Regions from separate parts of the Mus musculus genome. Here regions 1 and 3 are each linked to region 2. Evidence: chromatin contacts called from public promoter capture Hi-C data. All regions are on one chromosome and are shown on one strand. Each heading gives the region's core, a stretch centred on a gene start, on an enhancer-like site or on the middle of the called end of the contact. The rest is flanking DNA. Distances are from core to core; before and after follow the strand shown. Region 1 has its middle 15 kb from the start of Ino80. Region 2 holds the start of Ppp1r14d (protein phosphatase 1, regulatory inhibitor subunit 14D). Region 3 overlaps Chp1 (calcineurin-like EF hand protein 1).

Region 1 (3,886 bases), core at 311-2,810, 260 kb after region 2:
TAGAGCTTGCAGTTTGAACCAACAGCAAGAATCAGAGAATGAAATGGCAATGGTGTGTGGCTTTTAAGTCTCAAAAGTCCCCAGGTATGTATTTCTTCCAGAAAGAACACACCCCCTAAACTTATCTTAATAGGACATCCACTGGGGACTGAGTATTTAAACATCTGAGCCTAAGGGGACATTCTCATCATCTCAGAAGGTCACTGTGCCTCATTCTTCAAGACTGAAGAATGGGAGATTGAATTGGGATTTGTAACTGAGCTACATAATGAACTTTCTAAAACACTAAGGCATGGTAGCAGGTGTTCTTAACCCCAACACTGGAGAAATGTAGGCAGTGTTAATCCCACTGGGAACACCACTACCACAATTTTGAGCCACATTTAAAGCAAGCTTTAATTAAATATCTGCCAGAAAGATGGACTCTGGTCAGGTCCATTCCTGGGTTCCCAGAAAATGGTGAAGAGTCACATCCAGTGGCATAAAAAGGCAACCCATAAGGCCACTGTATTTCCCATCAGATTCGACCAGGGGCAAGCTTATATGCTAACATACTTCCTGCCTATGTACCTCTGCCTACATCCAATCAGGCAAGTGTACAACATCCTAACAGATTTCCTGTGGATTACATGTGACCAAGCGCATCCAGTGTGGTTGTTTTCCCCCATAAAGAATTGCCGCCAGCATTTCAGGAGATATCTGTCATTGGGCAAGGGGCTTACAGGTTAGAAGGACTTTTCTTTCATGAGTCTCTTAGGCACAATAATTAAAACTTAAAACAACATTGGCTCTCAAAGCCAGAGCATCTTCAGCTAAATAGCCAGTTGAAGCTTAGCCTGAGCTCTGTGAAAGCCCCTTCTGGTTAAGGTGGGGATATGTAAAATACGCACCTTAGTTCCTAGTGCCAGAGTCCTAAACCGAACACTGATTACTATATAAAAACAGTTTTCTCTTCTAAGAGTTTTGAACCTTTTCCACTCTAAAGTTGATTCTCTTTTCTGTTTTTATTTTCAGTTCTGGGAATAGAACTTGACCTCCCTAATGCCAGTGTTTTAGGCAAGCAATCTACCACTGAGCCCCCTAAAGCTAACATACCAAACAGAACACATTCTTCCTGTGGTCAAACTAGCCACACCCTGACTACACTTCCCCATTCAAATTCCTTTAATTATGGATAGCAAATACCTGTGTATATGGATAGTATAGCCTGTGGGCAGGCTATACATTGTTAAGAAAATGCCAGCTGTATAATGTTACTCTGGCACAATAATTAGTTTGGGGCTCAAGAAACCAGAGCACCACAGGTTATGTGAGGTGGCGTAGCTAGTTGAGATGGCTGTGTGCAGGCTTTATTTTAGCATTTCAGGGTTATAAGAGATGGAATCTTGTTCACACCAGCACAGTGAGTTGCTGAAAGGTCTAATTCACTTGATAGGTGGCTGACTTAATCAGGGTTACACCATGACCAAAGCAACTTGGGGAGGAAAGAGTTTATTTGGCTTACAATTCCACAGCACTGTTTATCCGGAAGGAAGTCAGGACAGAAACTCACACAGGACAGAAACCTTGAGGCAGAAGCTGACACAGGAGCTATGGAGGAGGGCTGCTTTACTGACTGCCTCCTCACGTCTTACTCAGCCTGCTTTCTTAGAGAGCCAGGAACGCCAGCCCAGAGGTGACATCACTCCTCTCAGATGACTATAGCTTGTGTCAAGTTAACAACAACAACAAAAAAGGCAGCACAGTGGTCATTGACTTAGCACACTGTAGAGCCTGGGGACGTGGGGGAGGATAGACGAGGATTGTGCCTTCCTGAAGTTACAGTTGTGCTTTCCTCCCTTCAGGTGCAGCCTGCAGCACTGTAGCAGAAAAGCACTTGCTTGAGGTGATCTGTAGACTTCTTGTTTTAAATTCACTGGACTTTTTTTTTTTATTATTGCTTTGAGGTACTGGGAGTTGTACCCAAAGGAACTGTCCTGGAACTCACTCAGTAGTCCAGTCTGTCCTCGAACTCAGAAACCTGCCTGCCTCTGCCTCCCAAATGTTGGGATTAAAGGCATGTGCCAGTCGGGCGTGGTGACACACGCCTTTAATCCCAGCACTTGGGAGGCAGAGGCAGGTGGATTTCTGAGTTCGAAGCCAGCCTGGTCTATAGAGTGAGTTCCAGGACAGCCAGGGCTTCGCGTGCACCACCACTGCCCAGATAATCCTGGAACTCTTTATGTAGACCAGACTGGCCTTGAACTGACAAGACCCACCTGACAAAACTCTGCCTGTTGATTGCTGGGCCATCACACCCAGCCTAAATGAAGTATTTCTTAAATACTGTGGTATATTATATGGTCTAGCATGACACTGTTGTGTTTGAAGTGATATGAGAAAACATACAGGGGGTAAAGCTATAGCTTAATGGTAAAACATTTACCTAGCATATGTAGAGCCCTACAGTCAATCTCCAGTACTTTAAAGGGGGAGGGGGTAGTGCCCACATTTAATACTCAGGAGCCAGAGGCAGGTGGACCTCTGTGGGTTTGAGGCCACCCTGGTCTCCAAAGTGGGTTCTAGGTCAGTGGTGAGGCTTTGTCTCAAGAAGAAAAATAATTCACAGGGATTTTATCCTCACCCAATTGTCTTGAACTTACTTCCTCTTGTGTAACTAAACTTGTTAATCCCTCAGTAACCTTCCAGTTCACTGCCTGAAGCTTGAAAGGTGAGCTGTGGGGCTCAGCCAGTGGTCTAAGATGTGCTGGTCTCAGCCAGCCGTGGTGGCAGTGCATGTGGCAGCAGTCCAGCAGAGGCAGGCGGATCTCTGTGAGTTCAAGACCAGCCTGGTTTACAGAGTGAGTTCCAGGACAGCCAGGGCTATACAGAGAAACCCTGTCTCAGAAAACAACAAAACAATAACAAATACAACAACAAATTACACACACACACACACACACACACACACACACACACACACACACACACACACATATATATATATATATATATATATATATATATCAGTCTCTTCCTTGTTAGTATGGCTGGTAATAGTAAAAGTTCACTCTTTCTAGAATGTATGTATGTGTGTGTGTATATATATATATATACATATATGTGTGTGTGTATATGTGTGTGCGTATATGTGTGTGCGTGTGTGTGTGTTTCTTCCTTGTTAGTATGGCTGATTAAATAGTGAAAGTTCACTCCTTCTAGAATCAAATGGCTCCTGATTCAACTGCCTGTGATTTTAAGTCAGTTTGAATAAACAACCAGGAATGTCCACAAGTCTTCTATTAAATTCTCCATTATCTCTTCTGCTCTCCATCCTTCAGACCTTATAATCAGATTTAGGGTATTGCAGAATGTGTAGTCTATCATAATACCTGAAAAGCAAAGCAAAACAAAACAAATCAGGATCTTGGAGGCGGTCTCTAAAAAATGATGTAAGGTTTTTTGTTGGTAGTTTGCTGATTTGGTTGGTGGATTTCTAATTTTCATTTTATGTGTATCGATGTTTTGTTTGCATGTATGTTAATGCACCTTGAGCCTGTTGCTCAAGGAGGCTGTGTTAGACCTGGGTCAGGGGAACATTTCCAAGACAGTCTGATTAAAGCAAGCTGTGTTTAGAAGTGCACAGGGCCAAGCAGTGGTGACGCAAACCTTTAATCCCAGCACTTGGGAGGCAGATGCAGGTGGATTTCTTAGTTCGAGGCCAGCCTGATCTACACAGTGAGTTCCAGGACAGCCAAGGCTACACAGAGAAACCCTGCCTCAAAAAAACAAAATAACAAAGCAAAACAAAAGAAGTGCACAAGGGACTGGCCAGAGAAATTCCTCTCTGTAAGTCAGGGTTTCAGAGGGCAGCACCTCGCTGACTTTTGAGATCCCTGTTATAGGG
Region 2 (3,500 bases), core at 59-2,558:
TACCCTCGCCCCCAGCTTCTACCTCCCGTAAGAATGTGCTGCCATGAACCACGTAGGCTATGCCGATGTTGGGTATCAGCCAAGGCTTCATCCAAACACTCTACCCACTGAGCTGCATCTGCAAACCTGAGTCTCAACTCTCAGCTGTAAGCCAGCAGCTACCCACTGGAGCTTGGGGGAGGGTTAAATCAAATAATGCATGTCCAGGCTTCGCACTGTGGCTAAGACATTGTAAAGAAGTCAAAACCTTATTCCTGATGGAGCAGTTGCTCCTGCTCTGGGGTCAGAGTTGACAGAGTCTAAGTGAGAAACTATTTACTACTTGCCCTGTGACCAGGGGCAAGATCCATCCTTCCCGGGGCTGAGGTTGAGGAAAGGCAGCCGGAGCCACACAGTGCAAGCCAGGGGAGGTCACTGTGTCAGTGTTCTCACTGTCTAGCTCTGCACTGCCCATCCTGAGATAGTGGGGCTGGTCCACATCTGTGCTGACAATATGGCACACGAGACCATCAGCACTTTAACCATTTCTATGTGACTTGGGATCTAAATTTTGAATTTCATCTCATCTTAATTCATTTAAAACTAAAAGCCATACTTGTACTGATAGGGACAGTATTGGACAATGTGGCTTTACGCATGGACGTACATTGAAGAGACATAAAACAACAGAGTCTAGTCAAGCATTTACTCTTCAACTGTCATTTAAATCTCAGAAAGTCTTAGCAAAGAGATATATCAGGCATGGACAGCCCCATTATACAGCTCAGAAACCGAGTCTAGGACATTCCCAGAAATGAAATCAGGCCTTTTCCATAGCACAAAGGGGTTACTGAGGTGGTTGAGACTTCTCTTCCATCTGAAGAAGCATGCTCCGTTTCATATCAGCCCTCCAGCCGCCCTGGAAGTCTCTGAGGAAGCTCTCAGAACCTCAGGACCCAAGCCCAGATCCATCCACAGTCTCCAGCAGCCCCCTCAAGCTACCCACCTGGAAGAGTTCCTGGACCTGAGCATCTACCCACTGCTCCATCTCCAGCCAGCGCTGCAGATGACCCCGGTCATACTTCACCGTCAGCCGGCTGGGTCTCCGGGACCTGGGCAACTTAGAAATGTCCAAGTGAGTCTTTGACTCTGAGTCTGTGGACGATGCCCTCCTTCTCTTCTCAGAAGCCCAGTGGACCTTCTTGTCTGGGTTGTCTGTGCCAGGGCTGGGAGATGTACAGGAAGCAGGGCTTGAAGACAGCATGGAGAGATCAGACTGTGCAAGGTGCTGGGAGAAACTGCCAGTCTAGGCAAGAGAATAGAGGGAAATGAGGGGACAGAGAATGGAGGGAGAGGCCCACAAGGAAGAAAGGAGGTGGGAAGAGGGCCAAGGCTCTTGGGAGGGGCAGGGGTCAAAGATCAATAGGTCTCTAGTTAGTGCCGGGAATGAACTTCCTAGCCTCTCTCTGCCAGCCAGTGGCATTCAGAGCCATATCCCAGCCTCCATTCTGCAGCTGCTGGAGCCCACAGTAACATAAACCTCAAACAAGCAAATGTCAAGAGGCTAGCAAGCCTTGAGAAGAGGAAGAAGGAGCCTTTGAGTGCTGAAGGGTGTGGGGCTCCCACCTGTCTTCCGGGATAGCTCTAGACATACGGTGACTAGGCTCAATCAACTGAAGTCCCTCAGCATCCAATCTTCTAGGAACTAGATAGTCTATTGCAGGCCTGAGCAGCTGTGGTCGGATAATTCTGGTTCCTGCAGGGGTAGGATTCCTCCTCAAGGTGAGGAGCCACCGAGGGCAATCTCAGCCAGTGGATAGAGTTCACAGATGGCTACTTCTGTCCTGTGTCTGGGTGTGTCTGGATATTGGCTTTGCTGCTGTGATTGTTAAAGGCAGATTTATGCAGCCTGGCCTACAAGACCTGTTGTCATTCTTAGAAGCCAAGTTTATGGTCATGTGACCCTCCCCTGATTCAGCTTCTTCCTGATAAAAGACACCTTCAGACCTGACTTCACATAGGAATCCTGGACTGGTAAACAAGCTTGCCATTTAAAAGTACTTTCATTATTCAGTCCTTTATAAGAAAAAATTTAAATAACTTAATGTGGTTCATTTTGTCTTGTTTTTCGTTTTAATGAACAGCTCAGAAAAACAGATAGAAAGAAAGAAAGAAAGAAAGAAAGAAAGAAAGAAAGAAAGAAAGAAAGAAAGAAAGGAAGGAAGGAAGGAAGGAAGGAAGGAAGGAAGGAAGGAAGGAAGGAAGGAAGGAAGGAAGGAAGAAAGAAATTTTCTCCCTTCTCCAGATGTAACCCCCAACTCCTACCATCATTTTTGGCTTTAGTTCTCTTGAGATAATGACTGTCCTTTTATGTGGTACCATCTGGTGTGTGTGTGTGTCTCGGTACATGCTGAGGAAGCTCTACTACTGATCAATAGCTGATTGTACTTTGGGTCTTTTACATGTTAATTAAAAACATATGGGCTGGAGAGATGGCTCAGTGGTTAAGAACACTGACTACTCTTCCAGAGGTCCTGAGTTCAACTCCCACCCAGCAATCACATGGTGACTTACAACCATCTGTAATGGGATCTGATGCCCTCTTCTGGTGTGTCTGAAGACAGGTACAATGTACATAAAATAAATAAGTAAATCTTTTTAAAAAACATATTGCCGGGCAGTGGTGGCACACGCCTTTAATCCCAGCACTCAGGAGGCTGAGGCAGGCAGATTTCTGAGTTTGAGGCCAGCCTGGTCTACAGAGTGAGTTCCAGGACAGCCAGGGCTACACAGAGAAACCCTGTCTCGAAAAATATATATATTCTTATGTGTGTAATGCAGGTGAGCCCATGCCATGGTGTATGTGTGGTCAGAGGACGGCACTCTCCTCTTTCTCTGTGAAGGAAACAGCCTCTCTCTCAAGGCTGTTTCTGTGGCACCAGCTAGGTGGACTGTGATCTGGGTGATTCTCCTGCCTCTGTCGTCAAGTCACTGATAAGAGTGATGGATTGCAGATATGCAGTACGTAGCACTGGGGACAGTTTTTACATGGGATCCAAGGACTGCACTCAGGTCACCAAGCTTACTGTACGCTAAGAACTTCTATACTCTGAGCCATCTTGCCAGCCCTATTCAGGTTGGCTTTAAATTTGCTACATAGCTGAAAACGCTCCTGAACCAGGGGTCAGGTCCCTTTGATTGATGTCACAGGCAGTTGTGAGTTGCCTGTCTTCTTGTTGTTGTTAGTTGTTGTTGCTGCTGTTGTTTCAAGACACGATTTCTCTCTCTTGCCTTGGCTGTCCTGGAACTCACTCTGTAGACCAGGCCACCAGCCTTAATCTGCTCTCACTCTTTCTCTCTCACAACAACAACAACAAAATCCATATTTACTTTGTTTTGCTGTGATAAACACCAGGACCAAAAGCAACGTGGGGAGAAAAGGGTTTATTTCACATACGGCTACAACAGCTGCATTGTGAAGAGAAGCCAAGTTAGAAACAGAGGCGAGAGCTGACACAGGG
Region 3 (3,746 bases), core at 607-3,106, 340 kb after region 2:
GGACTGCTGGGAATGCAGAGCCAGGCTGGCTACAGAGCCAGACCATCTCAGAACAACAGATAAACAAGCAAGAGTTTCTAGAATGTGCTTCAAAATGTAAATGTCTCTAGGCACATTCTATTGTGGTTTGGAAGAGTGATATGCTGGCTGTTCCAGAGTTCAAAGCAGAGAGAGTTTAAGTACTGACTTTCATGTGTGGTGCTGGCCCTACTTAATTAAAATCCACTTTATAGATATATAAGTAAATTCAGTTAATAACTCTGACCATAGTTAAGTCCTTTTCTTCTTCTTTCAGCCTAGTTAATCATTTAATAAATGAGAACAATATACTGTTTCACATTATTGGGGTGAGGCTTTTTAGATGGAGATATTGTATAAGTCCAAAAGTATTATGCATGCATATGGAAAGGAAGCTTGTTAAATGGACTTTTAGGCTACTCAAGATCAAAGTGTTGGCTATTTCTTAGTCCATAAGAAACAGTCACCATGGGCTGGTGAGATGGCTCAGTGGGTAAGAGCACCCGACTGCTCTTCCGAAGGTCTGGAGTTCAAATCCCAGCAACCACATGGTGGCTCACAACCATCCGTAACGAGATCTGGCGCCCTCTTCTGGAGTGTCTGAAGACAGCTACAGTGTACTTACATATAATAAATAAATAAATCTTAAAAAAAAAAAAAAAAAAAAAAAAAGAAACAGTCACCATGAATCTATATAGTTTAGTGGTGGATGGTAACCTAGCTTGTGGAAGACCTTGAGTTTGATTCTGAAACACTGCAAAAAGACAAAACATACAAACAGAAGATTTCCACCGTGATTGACATGGCGTTCTGTTATATTTCCTAATCAGAGAGGATCAGGTAAACTTCCGAGGATTCATGAGAACATTGGCTCATTTCCGACCCATTGAGGATAACGAAAAGAGCAAAGATGTGAATGGCCCGGAACCCCTCAACAGCCGGAGCAACAAGCTGCACTGTAAGGAGCATCGTCGTCCTTCTCTCTCCCCAACATCTGTGTGATCCTTTACTCCTTCTTCTTTCCGTTTCTTTTGTTTATTTGTTTGTTTGTTTGTTTTTCCAGACAGGGATTCTTTGTGTAGAATTGACTGGAACTCATCCTGTAGACCAGGCCAGCCTCAAACTCAGAGATCCGCCTGCCTCTGCTTCTCAAATGCTGGGACCCGGCTCATTTTCTTTTTTTCTTTTTCTTTTTCTTTTTCTTTTTCTTTCTTTCTTTCAAAGATTTATTTATTTTATGTATGTGAGTACACCATTGCTCTCTTCAGACACACCAGAAGAGGGCATTACACCCCATTACAGATGGTTGTAAGCCACCATGTGGTTGCTGGGAATTGAACTCAGAGCCTCTGGAAGAGCAGTCAGTGTACTTAACTGCTAAGCCATCTCTTCAGTACATAAGCACTCTTTCTACTGAGCAACATCTGTAGTCCCCACTAAGAGATTCTTAATGTTGTAAGTGCTTCCAATATTACCTTGCATATACTGAGTGTTACCTGCCATTGTACTTCATTTATCTCCTGTGTGCCAGACCCTGTAGAAGATACTAGAGTGACAGGGAACAAGACCCCAGGCCCTGACTGTGAGAGTTAATGTTGGTCATCCATCTATTTTAGAATTTCATAGATTGTGGATTTTACTAAAGTACCAGTAACAAAATGGCAGTTTCCTGTGCCTCTTGCCTTCCTTTCTTTCGATAGTTACTACATTGCCTTCTGCCCTGGTTGGACTATTGCCCAATCCCTTACAAAACTTTTCCAGGAAGCTGAAGTTGAATTTCTACTTTTCTTTCAACACAAGTTGATACTGAAATTGTGTGAAACTAATTGAGCCCAACTCTGCCCTGAAAGAGTGCATGGTGGTGCCCAGAAGTTTGTGAAGGTACAAATTAAATGGTGCTCCCAATGATACAGATACTAGAAGGTTTGAGCTCAGTGGGTAAGAGTGCTGACTGTTCTTCCGAAGGTCCTGAGTTCAATTCCCAGCAACCACATGGTGGCTCATAACCACCCGTAATGAGATCTGACGCCCTCTTTTGGAGTGTCTGAAGACAGCTACAGTGTACTTATAATAAATAAATAAATCTTAAAAAAAAAAAAGAAAAGAAAAAAAATATTAGAGCAAATTCAAGTGAGTTGGAGTACATGATGCTGCATTTGCATACATTTGACAAGTATTTCCTCCCATTTCTGGCTGTCGGACTGTGTCTATTCATCTTCTTAGGAGAAGTGTGGGTTCATTTTTGTTGGCATTTATGGTGCAGTTTGAGAATCACTAAAGTACAGGGAAGATTTTTGAACAAAAGTACTAAAAGACTCTTGAGCTTCACCTCTAATTCATGGTTCTTAAAGAAGAGCAAAAAATTTCAGTAGAAACAAAGCTGAATACAGACAACAGAATCCTGTGAACTACCCTCATATTTATTATAAACTGGACTAATGAGCCACATTTTCTTCCTTCAGTACCAAGTACTGTTTGCTTCATGCAAAGCCTTCTGTCTGCGGGTCTTGTGTTTTTATTTATTAAGTTATTTTTATTTCTTTTCTTTTTTGTTTTGTTTTGTTTTTGAGATAGGGTTTCTGTGTATAGCCCTGGCCTTTGTAAACTTTGCATACCAGGCTTGCCTTAACTCACAGAGAGATCCTCCTCTTTTGGGATCAAAGACATGTGCCACTACAACCAGCTTAAGTTATCTCTGCTGTTTGTATAGACAGAGTCTCACATTGTATCCAGACAAGTCTCAGACTTGGGAGACTCTCAACCTCCTGAGAGCCACCACATCCAGCCATGATTATTGGTTTAGCATATGCTAGTAATGTCTACCTGATCTTCATACCATAGTATAAACATTGTCTTGTGGGTCTCGAGACCAAGAGTTAATGAACAATTACATGTGATTCAACTTCACAGTAAACACAGTAAACACTTGGTAGTTTTAATGTTGAGCCAGTAGTTCTCTTTCCTTTTTCTTTTTGTTTGTTTTTTTTTTGTTTGTTTGTTTCAAGACAGGGTCTCACTATGTAGCTCTGGCTGTCCTAAAACTCACTATACAGACCAGGTTGGCCTCGAGTTCACAGGAATCTGCTCACCTCTACATCCAGAGTACTAGGATTAAAGGGTGGGCCACCTTGCCCAGCTTGAGCTGTTTTCTTCAGTGTGTCTGCTGATGGAGGCTGGATCATGTCTTTATTATACATCAAATAACAGGATGTGGTATTTGGTCAAAGAACCATCCTGACCTTGGATTGCTGAGGTGCACAATGATGATGGAAAACCTGGCAATGGATGCCAGTGAGACAGATCAAACCCATTTGCATTGCTTCCAGAATCACAGGTACCTGGATAATAGACGTTTTAAGAAAAAAATTTTTTTCTTTCTTTTCACAGTCATGTACTCCTTTATCTATGGATCCAAGGGTTAAAAGGAATATTCTACAAGAACCTCTGTTCTTGCACAGGGAATTATAGCTTTTCCTGAAGCAGCTTTGTGCATATATGAACATGGATTGCTCTTTTTTTTTTCCCCTTAAAGGCAAGGTCTCACTATGTAGCCTTGGCTGGTGTGTAATTGATATTTGGACAAGGCTGGCCTCCGAATTCAACTGAGATCTGCCTATCTCTGCCTCTTAAACATTAGGATTAAAGGATGCACCACCATACCCTCCTGAGCATTTCTTTTAAAAACAAACACTTCCTAGAAGCTGCAGACATGACTTACAGGTTAATAG

What was found. Promoter capture Hi-C pulls out the DNA fragments that hold promoters and counts their contacts.
Region 1: a contact with region 2 is called in a promoter capture Hi-C map of the HPC-7 cell line. The contact joins the enhancer-like site here to the promoter of Ppp1r14d in region 2. A contact is called at or near these places in 9 of 39 promoter capture datasets (3T3-L1-derived adipocytes, the C10 cell line, the HPC-7 cell line and 6 more), 1 of 484 Hi-C or Micro-C datasets (embryonic stem cells), 4 of 115 datasets of contacts at active chromatin or transcription factors (all in embryonic stem cells) and 3 of 9 other capture datasets (adipose tissue, liver and pancreatic islet).
Region 3: a contact with region 2 is called in a promoter capture Hi-C map of pre-B cells, with 2.5 times the contacts expected there. The contact joins the enhancer-like site here to the promoter of Ppp1r14d in region 2. A contact is called at or near these places in 13 of 39 promoter capture datasets (the C10 cell line, the HPC-7 cell line, HPC-7-derived erythroid cells and 8 more) and 1 of 115 datasets of contacts at active chromatin or transcription factors (embryonic stem cells).

The regions. Positions count from the first base shown.
Region 1 is chr2:119,490,496-119,494,381 of GRCm38.p6, forward strand. No RefSeq gene overlaps it. Among named protein-coding and RNA genes, the nearest start is that of Ino80, 15 kb to the left of the region's middle. Within about 2 kb of position 1,561, at least 29 of the 459 cell types and tissues checked have an H3K27ac peak or open chromatin away from gene starts, as enhancers often do. A contact at or near this core is called in the HPC-7 cell line, where this site is marked.
Region 2 is chr2:119,228,557-119,232,056 of GRCm38.p6, forward strand. Ppp1r14d (protein phosphatase 1, regulatory inhibitor subunit 14D) reads right to left here and starts at 1,309. Exons shown (of 4, transcript NM_028104.4): 1 at 986-1,309. The coding sequence starts at 1,243.
Region 3 is chr2:119,570,920-119,574,665 of GRCm38.p6, forward strand. It overlaps Chp1 (calcineurin-like EF hand protein 1), which reads left to right. Exons shown (of 7, transcript NM_019769.3): 4 at 849-976. Among named protein-coding and RNA genes, the nearest start is that of Oip5os1, 22 kb to the right of the region's middle. Within about 2 kb of position 1,857, at least 16 of the 459 cell types and tissues checked have an H3K27ac peak or open chromatin away from gene starts, as enhancers often do. A contact at or near this core is called in liver, where this site is marked.